Linked DNA regions of Mus musculus: all the other regions are linked to region 2. A link is a contact called in public HiChIP or PLAC-seq and promoter capture Hi-C data. All regions are on one chromosome and are shown on one strand. The core of a region is the stretch at or near the end of the contact, and the rest is flanking DNA. Distances in the headings are between cores, read along the strand shown.

Evidence for each region. HiChIP or PLAC-seq counts read pairs in DNA pulled down with a chosen protein or histone mark. Capture Hi-C pulls out chosen DNA fragments and counts their contacts.
Region 1: a contact with region 2 is called in a promoter capture Hi-C map of adipose tissue. The contact joins the promoter of Ncaph2 here to the promoter of Ppp6r2 in region 2. A contact is called at or near these places in 13 of 39 promoter capture datasets (the 3T3-L1 cell line, the C10 cell line, the HPC-7 cell line and 8 more), 1 of 15 datasets of contacts at CTCF or cohesin (the NIH/3T3 cell line), 19 of 484 Hi-C or Micro-C datasets (CD4 T cells, CD8 T cells, the G1E-ER4 cell line and 10 more), 12 of 115 datasets of contacts at active chromatin or transcription factors (the 230-238 cell line, the SCID.adh cell line, T-cell acute lymphoblastic leukemia and 6 more) and 3 of 9 other capture datasets (adipose tissue, liver and pancreatic islet).
Region 3: an H3K4me3 HiChIP or PLAC-seq map of bone marrow-derived macrophages shows a contact between it and region 2, with 2.9 times the contacts expected there. The contact joins the promoter of Chkb here to the promoter of Ppp6r2 in region 2. A contact is called at or near these places in 14 of 39 promoter capture datasets (the 3T3-L1 cell line, the C10 cell line, the HPC-7 cell line and 9 more), 10 of 484 Hi-C or Micro-C datasets (B cells, CD4 T cells, CD8 T cells and 6 more), 5 of 115 datasets of contacts at active chromatin or transcription factors (bone marrow-derived macrophages, effector CD8 T cells, extraembryonic endoderm stem cells and 1 more) and 3 of 9 other capture datasets (adipose tissue, liver and pancreatic islet).

What each region holds. Positions count from the first base shown.
Region 1 is chr15:89,354,184-89,357,019 of GRCm38.p6, forward strand. It overlaps Ncaph2 (non-SMC condensin II complex, subunit H2), which reads left to right and starts at 1,536. Exons shown (of 20, transcript NM_001115132.2): 1 at 1,536-1,760. The coding sequence starts at 1,653. Lmf2 (lipase maturation factor 2) reads right to left here and starts at 1,476. Exons shown (of 14, transcript NM_178919.4): 1 at 1,173-1,476; 2 at 381-634; 3 at 244-272; 4 at 1-114. The coding sequence starts at 1,266.
Region 2 is chr15:89,210,224-89,212,923 of GRCm38.p6, forward strand. It overlaps Ppp6r2 (protein phosphatase 6, regulatory subunit 2), which reads left to right and starts at 1,336. Exons shown (of 25, transcript NM_026813.2): 1 at 1,336-1,556.
Region 3 is chr15:89,428,528-89,431,227 of GRCm38.p6, forward strand. Chkb (choline kinase beta) reads right to left here and starts at 1,400. Exons shown (of 11, transcript NM_007692.6): 1 at 850-1,400; 2 at 522-630; 3 at 187-300; 4 at 1-17. The coding sequence starts at 1,073. It overlaps Gm44502 (predicted readthrough transcript (NMD candidate), 44502), which reads right to left and starts at 1,400. Exons shown (of 27, transcript NR_004843.2): 1 at 850-1,400; 2 at 522-630; 3 at 1-300. It overlaps C730034F03Rik (a long non-coding RNA gene), which reads left to right and starts at 1,488. Exons shown (of 4, transcript XR_875570.1): 1 at 1,488-1,572.

The DNA of each region.
Region 1 (2,836 bases), core at 286-2,785, 140 kb after region 2:
TCTTCATGGGGTAAGGCTCCTGCTAATCTACCCTGGAGAATCTTGTGTTTGGAAGGCCCCCTCAGCGGGGCTACCAGTATAGCTAGGAAGCCAGTCTCCAGCAGCAGGGAATCCCTATAGGGAGGGAAATATCCTAAATTTCCTATTTAGGTTGCTTAATAGGAACCTCCCAGGGTCCTCCCAGGAGAGGCAAACAACCCTGCCCAGTGGCCTCAGGCAGATTGGGCCCCCGGAATCACTCACCACTGGAAATAAAGGAACACTTGGCCCACCTGTAGGGAGAGAAGTGGTCAGGGAGCCACTGTGTGTCTGCTGCATCAGGTGAGGCAGAGAGAGAGGGTGGGTTAGATGAAGGCTGAAGTTTTAAGTGTCTCACTTGCCTGGTAGGCTGATCGGTATGCAACCCAGAGCAGCAGGTAGACGAAGGGGTGTCTCAGAGAGTTCAGGAGCAGGGCGCCCAGGGCTAGCACGGTGCCCAATAAGGTCAGTAAATCCAGACCTTGGGCAGTATCCAGCCCCAGTCTTGGTGCCTCCCACAGCAGCGTTGGTGTTTCCCACAGCTGCTGCCACAGGCCCTTGCCTTGGGGCCGCAGTGTTCTTCGAGCAGGAAGGATGCCCTCTGGGCCATAGAGGCCTGTGGGAGGGTATGTCAGGGCCAAGTCTTAGACATCTTCCCAGTCTAACATGCACATGAACTTAGGCCCCGGAGATGCTCCACCACCAGCTCCTGGCATGCAGATGTCCCAAACCCCCAACTCCAGGTTGTGCTTGCAGATGTTCCCATCCCAGGCAGGGCTTGCTCTGTCTACCAGATGGTCTCTCTCTCTCACGTTGGAAATTGTTGACCCCCAACACCAGGTTCAGAAGACCTGATTCTGGGTCAGCACCTTCTGTCAATTAGAGCGCATCCCTCTCTTACCTGCCCACAGAGTCCAGGTAGAAATCTGCCACCCACTCCCCTCGGGGTTTTTCCCTAAGCCTAGATGAGACTACTAATAGTTAAGGGAAATCGACCCTTGTGCTTCTTTTTCCTCCACTTTTGTTGCCCGCAAACTACCACCCCTTAATCCCGCGCAGAGAGAGGCCTGGACTTTACACCCGCCTCAGAGGGCAGTGAAGGAAGGGATGCTACCACGTCCACGTGTGACGATTCAACCCCTCCGCGCCCTCACCTGGGATCTGGGTGTAGAGGGACGCAAAGGCGAACAAGTAGACAGCGGCCACACCCTGTAGGAAAAGCTGCTGTGGGACCCGGGAGCTCGCCATGTCCGCTACGCGGTCTTGCCGAAGTAGTGCCCTCTAGTCTCCTAGCTGCCCCCAGCCCGGCCTCTGGCCCACGCCGCAGCCGGAATCCGTCAGTCCGGTCGGGTCACTGAGCTCCACCCAGTGCCAAAGAACTCACCGCTAACCACCTAGAAACTTAGTCTCCTCCGCTCCTCCAGGCCCCCCCCCTAGACACGGAGCCCCGCCCCCGGTGTAGGCCCCGCCCCCGTCGGGCCCGCTTCTTTACTTCTTCGAAACTGGGCCCGCCTGACGTCATACGTGTGCGCGCAGTGCCCTGGCTACGTACTTCCGGGGCGGGAGCACCAAAATGGCGCCAGAACCAGTAGCGGGTTGAGCCATGGTTCCGGGCTTCTAGTCCCGTTCTAGACATGGAGGATGTGGAGGTGCGCTTTGCTCACCTCTTGCAGCCCATCCGGGATCTCACTAAGAACTGGGAGGTGGACGTGGCGGCACAGCTGGGCGAGTATCTGGAGGAGGTGAGGGCGGCGGGGGAATGGCATCGGCCTGGGCGCTCAGGCTGCATTGCCACCCCCCGCCTCCGGGTCTGTAGCCGTCTGGTGTGTCATCCGCAGTCTTGTTTCTTTCCTCACCCCCCTTCAAAATCCAGCCTGCCTCTCGAAACTTTCAGCTAGATTCTCCCGGAGCTGTCCTTTTCAGGCCTCTGTCGGTTAGCGAGCTGTGAAGTCGATTTGGTTGGATGATAATCATTTTTCTCCAACAAGTACATTATTTCCGTTTTCTTTGGGGGAATACAATACATTAAGAAGCAAACTTTTTGTTTTCCCCTTTTGGGGGCGGATTTAACCTGGGGCTTTGGACAGGTTTGGCAGGCACTCTACCACCGAGCTTTTTTTTGGAACCTGTTTTTCTTCTTGAGCCAGGCGCCAAGGCAGGTCTTAAACCCGAAGTCTTCTGTCCCAGTCTCCCGATTATTTGCAACTACCAATCAACCCTACCATACCAGGACTCTTACAGTAATGGAGAGAGATCTGGTTCCCGAAGGAAAAGGGATTTTGTATCTTAGACCTCAAGCCCCGCCCACACGATCTTCCCGCAGTGCGACGCACCCATACCCCAGGCTCTTAATTTGAACCAGTTTTGTCCAGAAGGATCCGCCCCCTCCCCCATCCTGTTGGTGGCCCAGCCCCTCGCCGTAATCTAGCCTATCAGCATTCCATTCCTCCGTTTTGTTTTTTTTTAAGTTCAGGTCTATTCAGTCACTGTCTGCTCCGTTTCTGCACGTTCACACTTTGGCTCAACACAATCGGATCCCACTACTGAATAGTTACAGGTCTCAACTCGAACTGTAGTGGTCTTCGTATTTAAAAATAAAAGAGACGCTCGAAGTGCCCTGTTGGGGAGATTTCTCGGTCTGACAGCTTCCTTTTTGAAACAGTGCTCTTAGGATTTCTATTTGACTGCTTCTGTTTTCTTTCTTAAGTGTCGAGCTTCTTGGGGTGGAGTCTTCTTTCCCTTAAAAATAGAAAATCTTACTTGTGTGATTTTTTTTTTTTTTAAATACAAGTTTTCAACTCCATGTGGTGGGATACAC
Region 2 (2,700 bases), core at 86-2,585:
ACACCGCGAACCCAGGCGCCTCCAATTTTGCTTTCCAAACCGGGGAAGAAAACAAAACAAAAAAAATCGATTTCCTTTCCTCCAACAGTGTCTCTTTGGCGCCCTCTGCTGAGAAAAGGGGGAAACACAGCAGCACCACTTCAAAGAAAAAAAAAATCTTGGAAGGGCCCAGAAATGTCTCCCCCTTAGACATTTTTACACTCTGTAGTCCTAGCTGACCCGGAACTCGCTGAGTAGAGTAGAGTAGGCGAGTCTCGAACTGGCAGAGATCCCCCCTGCCTCTGGTATTAAAGATGTGCGCCAGTATGTTTTGCTTGCCTGAAACTCCTCCTGCTTTGGTCTCCCAAGTGCAACCACCCACGCCGGCTTATACTTTCGCACAGCGGTAGTGAACTTGCCACTGAGAGTGAGTGAGTTCATAGCTAGCATGTGTTGACACATTCCTTACATGTTTCTTTTTTTTTTTTTTTGATATTTTCCCATGGCTCACACTGCCACCGGAAATCAGTCTCATTTTAGAGATTAATTTAATTTGAACTCATTTCAACCCATGTTAGATGGCCACGTATGTGACGTACACAAGCCCTGGACAACAAGGATCGGTATCCAAGAAAAGAAAAAAAAAAAACAAAACAAAACGAAACTAAACAACAAAACAAAACAAAACAAAACGGCTTTGATCTCAACACAGAGGCAGAGGCAGAGAGACAGGAGAATCTCTTGTGAGTTCGAGGCCAGCCTGGTGTACAAAGCAAGTCCGGGACAGCCAGGGCTCTGTTACACTGAGAAACCCTATCTCGAAAAACCAAAAAAAAAAAAAAAAAAAAAAAAAAAGGTAAAAAGGGCTAGCTCAGCGGTTAAGAGCACTGACTGCTCTTCCAAAGGTCCTGAGTTCAAATCCCAGCCACCACATGATGGCTCACAGCCATCCGCAGTGAAATCTGATGCCCTCTTCTGGTGCATCTGAAGACAGCTACAGTGTACTTACATTAAATAAATAAATAAATAAGGAAAAAAAAAACCAAAAAAACAAACAAACCAAGTAGATCAGCGGACAGTCCAGTTCAGAAACAGGACGTAGCGGAGACGAGCGCGCGCACCGCTCTGGGGACTTGAAGGTGCCCAGAGGATTTATTTAGCACAGCCAGCTCGATCACGGGGACGCCTCAGGACGTTCCCCCAGCGCGACTCCACCAGACAGACCCTGGACCGCGGCCGCCACTCTGTGCCTCCTCCGGTGGCCCCGCCCCCGGGGCGCGCCCCCGCCCCTCCCCCGTCCGCGCGCTCGCCCGCCGGCCCGCTCGCTCGCTCGCGCGCGCCCCCGCCGCCGCCGCCGCCATTTTGGAGCGATCTCGCCCGCGGCCCCGAGCCGGTCCCGAGCGGGTCCCGAGCCTCCCGCCGGCTGCGCCCGAGTCCGAAGGCGCCGCGCCGCGGGGTCGGGCCCATGTGCGTGCGGCCCGCTCCAGGCCGTCCGCACTTCACCTCTGCGAGCGTCCTGGCCTCGCTTGGGCCTCCCTCGGAGGAGGAGTCGCTGCGACCCCCAGCCTGCTGGGCAGGTGAGTGCGGCCGCGCGCCCACCGCTTCCTGCGGCCCGGGGACAGGAGGGACACCCCCACCCCCCACCGCCTTCGGGCCGTCAGCGTCCTGCTGTCACTCAGCTTGTGCGGTCAGCGCCCTGTCAGTAGAGCAGCGCCTTTGTCACCCTGCGCTTCGTCAGGGGGTCAGCGCCTCCATCAGTCTGCTTCCCGGTCAGCCAGCACTCTCCACTGCCGTCATTCATTCATCCATCCATCCATCCATCCATCCATCCCTTCCCTTCCCTCAGCGCTCACCCTTCTTGACAGTCAACATCCCTTTTAGCTACTATCCCAGCTCCTGGCCTGTCAGTGGTCAGTTTTTCCCCACTCTCAGAATTAGTCTCAGCCTCTTAGTGGCCGCCTGGTTCTCTCCCTCCCAGTTGTCCACCTCTGCTCCTATCAAGGTCCCTCACCTCTGTCGGTGGCTGTAGAGGTGGGGCGGACCTTGGATACAGGGCCTGGGGAGTTGTCAGTGTTCCCTATCTCATCTTTGGGTTTTTTTTTTTTTTCCACCCTCCTCATCAGGGGCCCCGCTGGTGGTGACCTTTCCACCTATCAAGCGTTCCCTCCCCGCTCGCTCATCTCCTCCTACCAGTGCCCACTGCCAAGCGCTCGCTTTGTTATTGTCCTTTATTTCCATCCCATTCCTCTTCCGGGTCGTTCCCCAGTTGTCATCATCACCCACTGTCTTTCTCCCACTCCCCCCCCCCCCCCATCATCTTTTGCTTCTCCCATGCGCCTCTTCTTTCTGGAACTTCTTCACCTGCTACTTTGTATCCTCACAGCTGACTACTCACTTAGTGAAGGCTGTTTCCAATCTATTACGGAGCTCTTGCTGTTCGCTATCAGCTCTCAGTCCAGTCACTTTCCCCAATTCTCGCTTTCTGCTGTAGCCCCTCCCCGCAATTTGTCACCATCCTCAACCATGTCCCTAGGCCTTATTCCAGACAGGTTTTCAGGTTTTCACTGACACCTTCATCTGTGTCCTACCTGACAATGCTGCTTGCTGGCTTCTTACCATCTCATTCCATTCCCTATCCCCCCCCCCCCCTTTCCGGGACTGTTTTACTGTGTAGCCATAGATGTCCTGGAACTCTGGCCTTAAACTCCATAGAGATCCGCC
Region 3 (2,700 bases), core at 150-2,649, 220 kb after region 2:
GTTTTCAACGGCCGGCTCTGTACCCAGTAACCTATCAGGGTGGTGAGGGGGCTGGGGCGGGAGGGGGAAGGGATACGGGATGGGAGGAGATCAAGGTCTTAGGGAAATTTCCCTACCTGGGATGTGAAGGCAGACTTTGGGAAGGGTAAAGACTTGGGGTAAAAACAACAAAAACTGGGCTCTTACTGGGAGGTACTGTTCCAAGCGGCCCTCTGGAAACACTCCGTAAAGCTGGGGCCCTAGAGACCGCTCTGCGAGAATGGCGAACATCACGCTTTCTAATACCAAGGAGTCTACACCCTGATAAAAGATGTATGGCAAAGGGGCTCATGTCAGAAAAAGCCAGAGGTACGTGGGTACTGGCCCAAATCGGCTTCATCTACAATAGCTTGGACTTCTGCTCTTACTGACTGAGAATTCTTGAGCTTCAGCATATTCAGCTACACAAATAAGACACCACTTTCTGCACCACTTGCTCCAGATGTCCGAACTCCCAAGTTACGATCCTTCTTTTCCCTCACCTGCAGGATGGCCCCGTAGAGTCGTAGCAGCACCTCCCGGGGCTCCCCGCCCACACTGGGTACGTGGTTCGGTAGTGAGCATCGGAAGAGCAGGTTGCTGAGGCCTCCGCTGCAGATCCACACAGGTCAGGCTCAGCAAGGGTCGTCCCCCCGATTGGTGGGACCCACTCTAGACACCCTTCCCGAGAGGACCTCCCAAGTCCCGAAGGGGGACCCCGCCCCCCAGCACAGCAGGCTGCAGACCTGCCCCCACCCCCCACCCCCCCGCGTAGCACTGACGGCGACCGAACTGGGAGTGTCCCCAGGGTCCCCAGGGCTGACCCCTGACCTCACGGGACAAACGCTCAGCTCCTCCGGCCGCGCTCGGCGCCAGGCCCCGCCCAGGTACTCCCGGCACCACTGATAGGCTCGGCGCTGCGCGTCACGGGACAGCGAGGAAGCGCGCCGCCGATTGGGGATTGGCTCTGGGCACTTAGCATCCTGCAAACCGTCCTTGGGCAGGCCGCCGCCGACAGCCCCTCCTCCGACTACCCCTGTCCCGTCTGCCGCCATGACGTGGGCTCCGTTAGGTTTAACGCCTGCCGGTGCTCAGCGAGCCTCAGGTGAGGTTGGCTCCTTCCGGGTAGGCTCGGTTCCGCTTCCCGGAAGCCGCAGAGTCTCTGGGCGTCCTCGGCTCTTCGCGACTGCCTTCGGCTTTCTTGGTGGCTCCAGTCCTGGGACCGTTTCCAAGCCAGATGCGATTCTCAGGGCTGCGGCGCTCAAAGGCAAAGAGGGACGGCAGCTTTCCCTGAGTGGGGCGCGCTCGGGCCACGCCCGATCCGCCTATCAGTCTCTGCAAAAACAAGTTACTGCGTGGACTGTGTCCGGAACCAAGGAAGTGACGTAGGCCAATCCCGAGCGCCGTGGGCGGTTGGACAGTAGCTCCGCAAAGCTTACGAGCCAGGCTCTGGCCAATGAATGGACGATGGTAGTTTGCGGCTCCTTTATAACAGCTGCTGTGTGAGACACTCTACTAGGGAGTAGATTAGCCGAGCCTGTGGTGACAGTTGGGGTAAGTGAATGGAAGAATGAAAACGTAGGTTCTAACGATTCCCCTTTCCACAAGGCAGCAGGTGTATATGTGATGCTGGAAGGCGTAATAAGAATCAGTCCGGCGTGTCCAGCGCTGCATAGACCGCATGAGCGCCATTAATGTGACCCAACACAATAACTTAAAGTATTTTTCTTTCTCGAGAGAGTGTGTCTCTCTCCTGTTAAATATCGGGAAGAGGGAGACGTTAATGGTCAGCTTAGAAAGGAAGCTTACACAATCCATAATTCATCTGAAGGATGAGGTTTATTAGAATGAAAGGGCCTCAAAGCTACGAGTTTCGGTGTAGGGGAGGGAGAATTGAACATGAGACCTTAGAGTTAAGAAAAGACTTTCCTTTAAAGTCTAGGGATGGGGCTGAAGAGGTGGCTAAGCGGTTAAGAGCACTGATCCCTCTTCCAGAGGTCCTGAGTTCAATTCCCGCCAACCATGTGGTGGCTCACAACAGTCTGTATGTAATGGGATCCGATGCCCTCTTCTGGTGTGTCTGAAAATAGCCACAGTGTACTCATACACATAAAAAATAAATAATTCTTTTTTAGAAAGCCTAGGGAGTGGGGGCTGGCGAGATGGCTCAGTGGTTAAGAGCACTGACTGTTCTTCCGAAGGTCCTGAGTTCAAATCCCAGCAACCACATGATGGCTCACAACCACCCGTAATGAGATCTGACGCCCTCTTCTGGTGCGTCTGAAGACAGCTACAGTGTACTTACATATAATAAATAAATCTTAAAAAAAAAAAAAGGGAAGAGAGTTCATTGTGCGGGTGCGGGGTGTGTGTGTGTGTGTGTGTGTGTGTGTGTGTGTATAAGAACGCGGGGGAAGCATTCAGGAAACTGAAATCGGTGGTTAATTACCTGTGAATCTGAGGACAGTCTAGTCTATATACTGGGTTCCAGGCCAGCCAGGCTACATAGTGAGAGAAGAAAGGTGGTAAGAGAATTAATGGGGTGGCAGCAGAGGAGCCAATCAGAGAGCAGCCTTAAGAGCAATCTGTGAAGCAGACAGCTGAGGTGTTTCCAGACCGATCTCCTAAAAAAAAAAGAGAGAGAGAAAATTGACTTCAAAACAAAATTTTTTAGAATTGTCA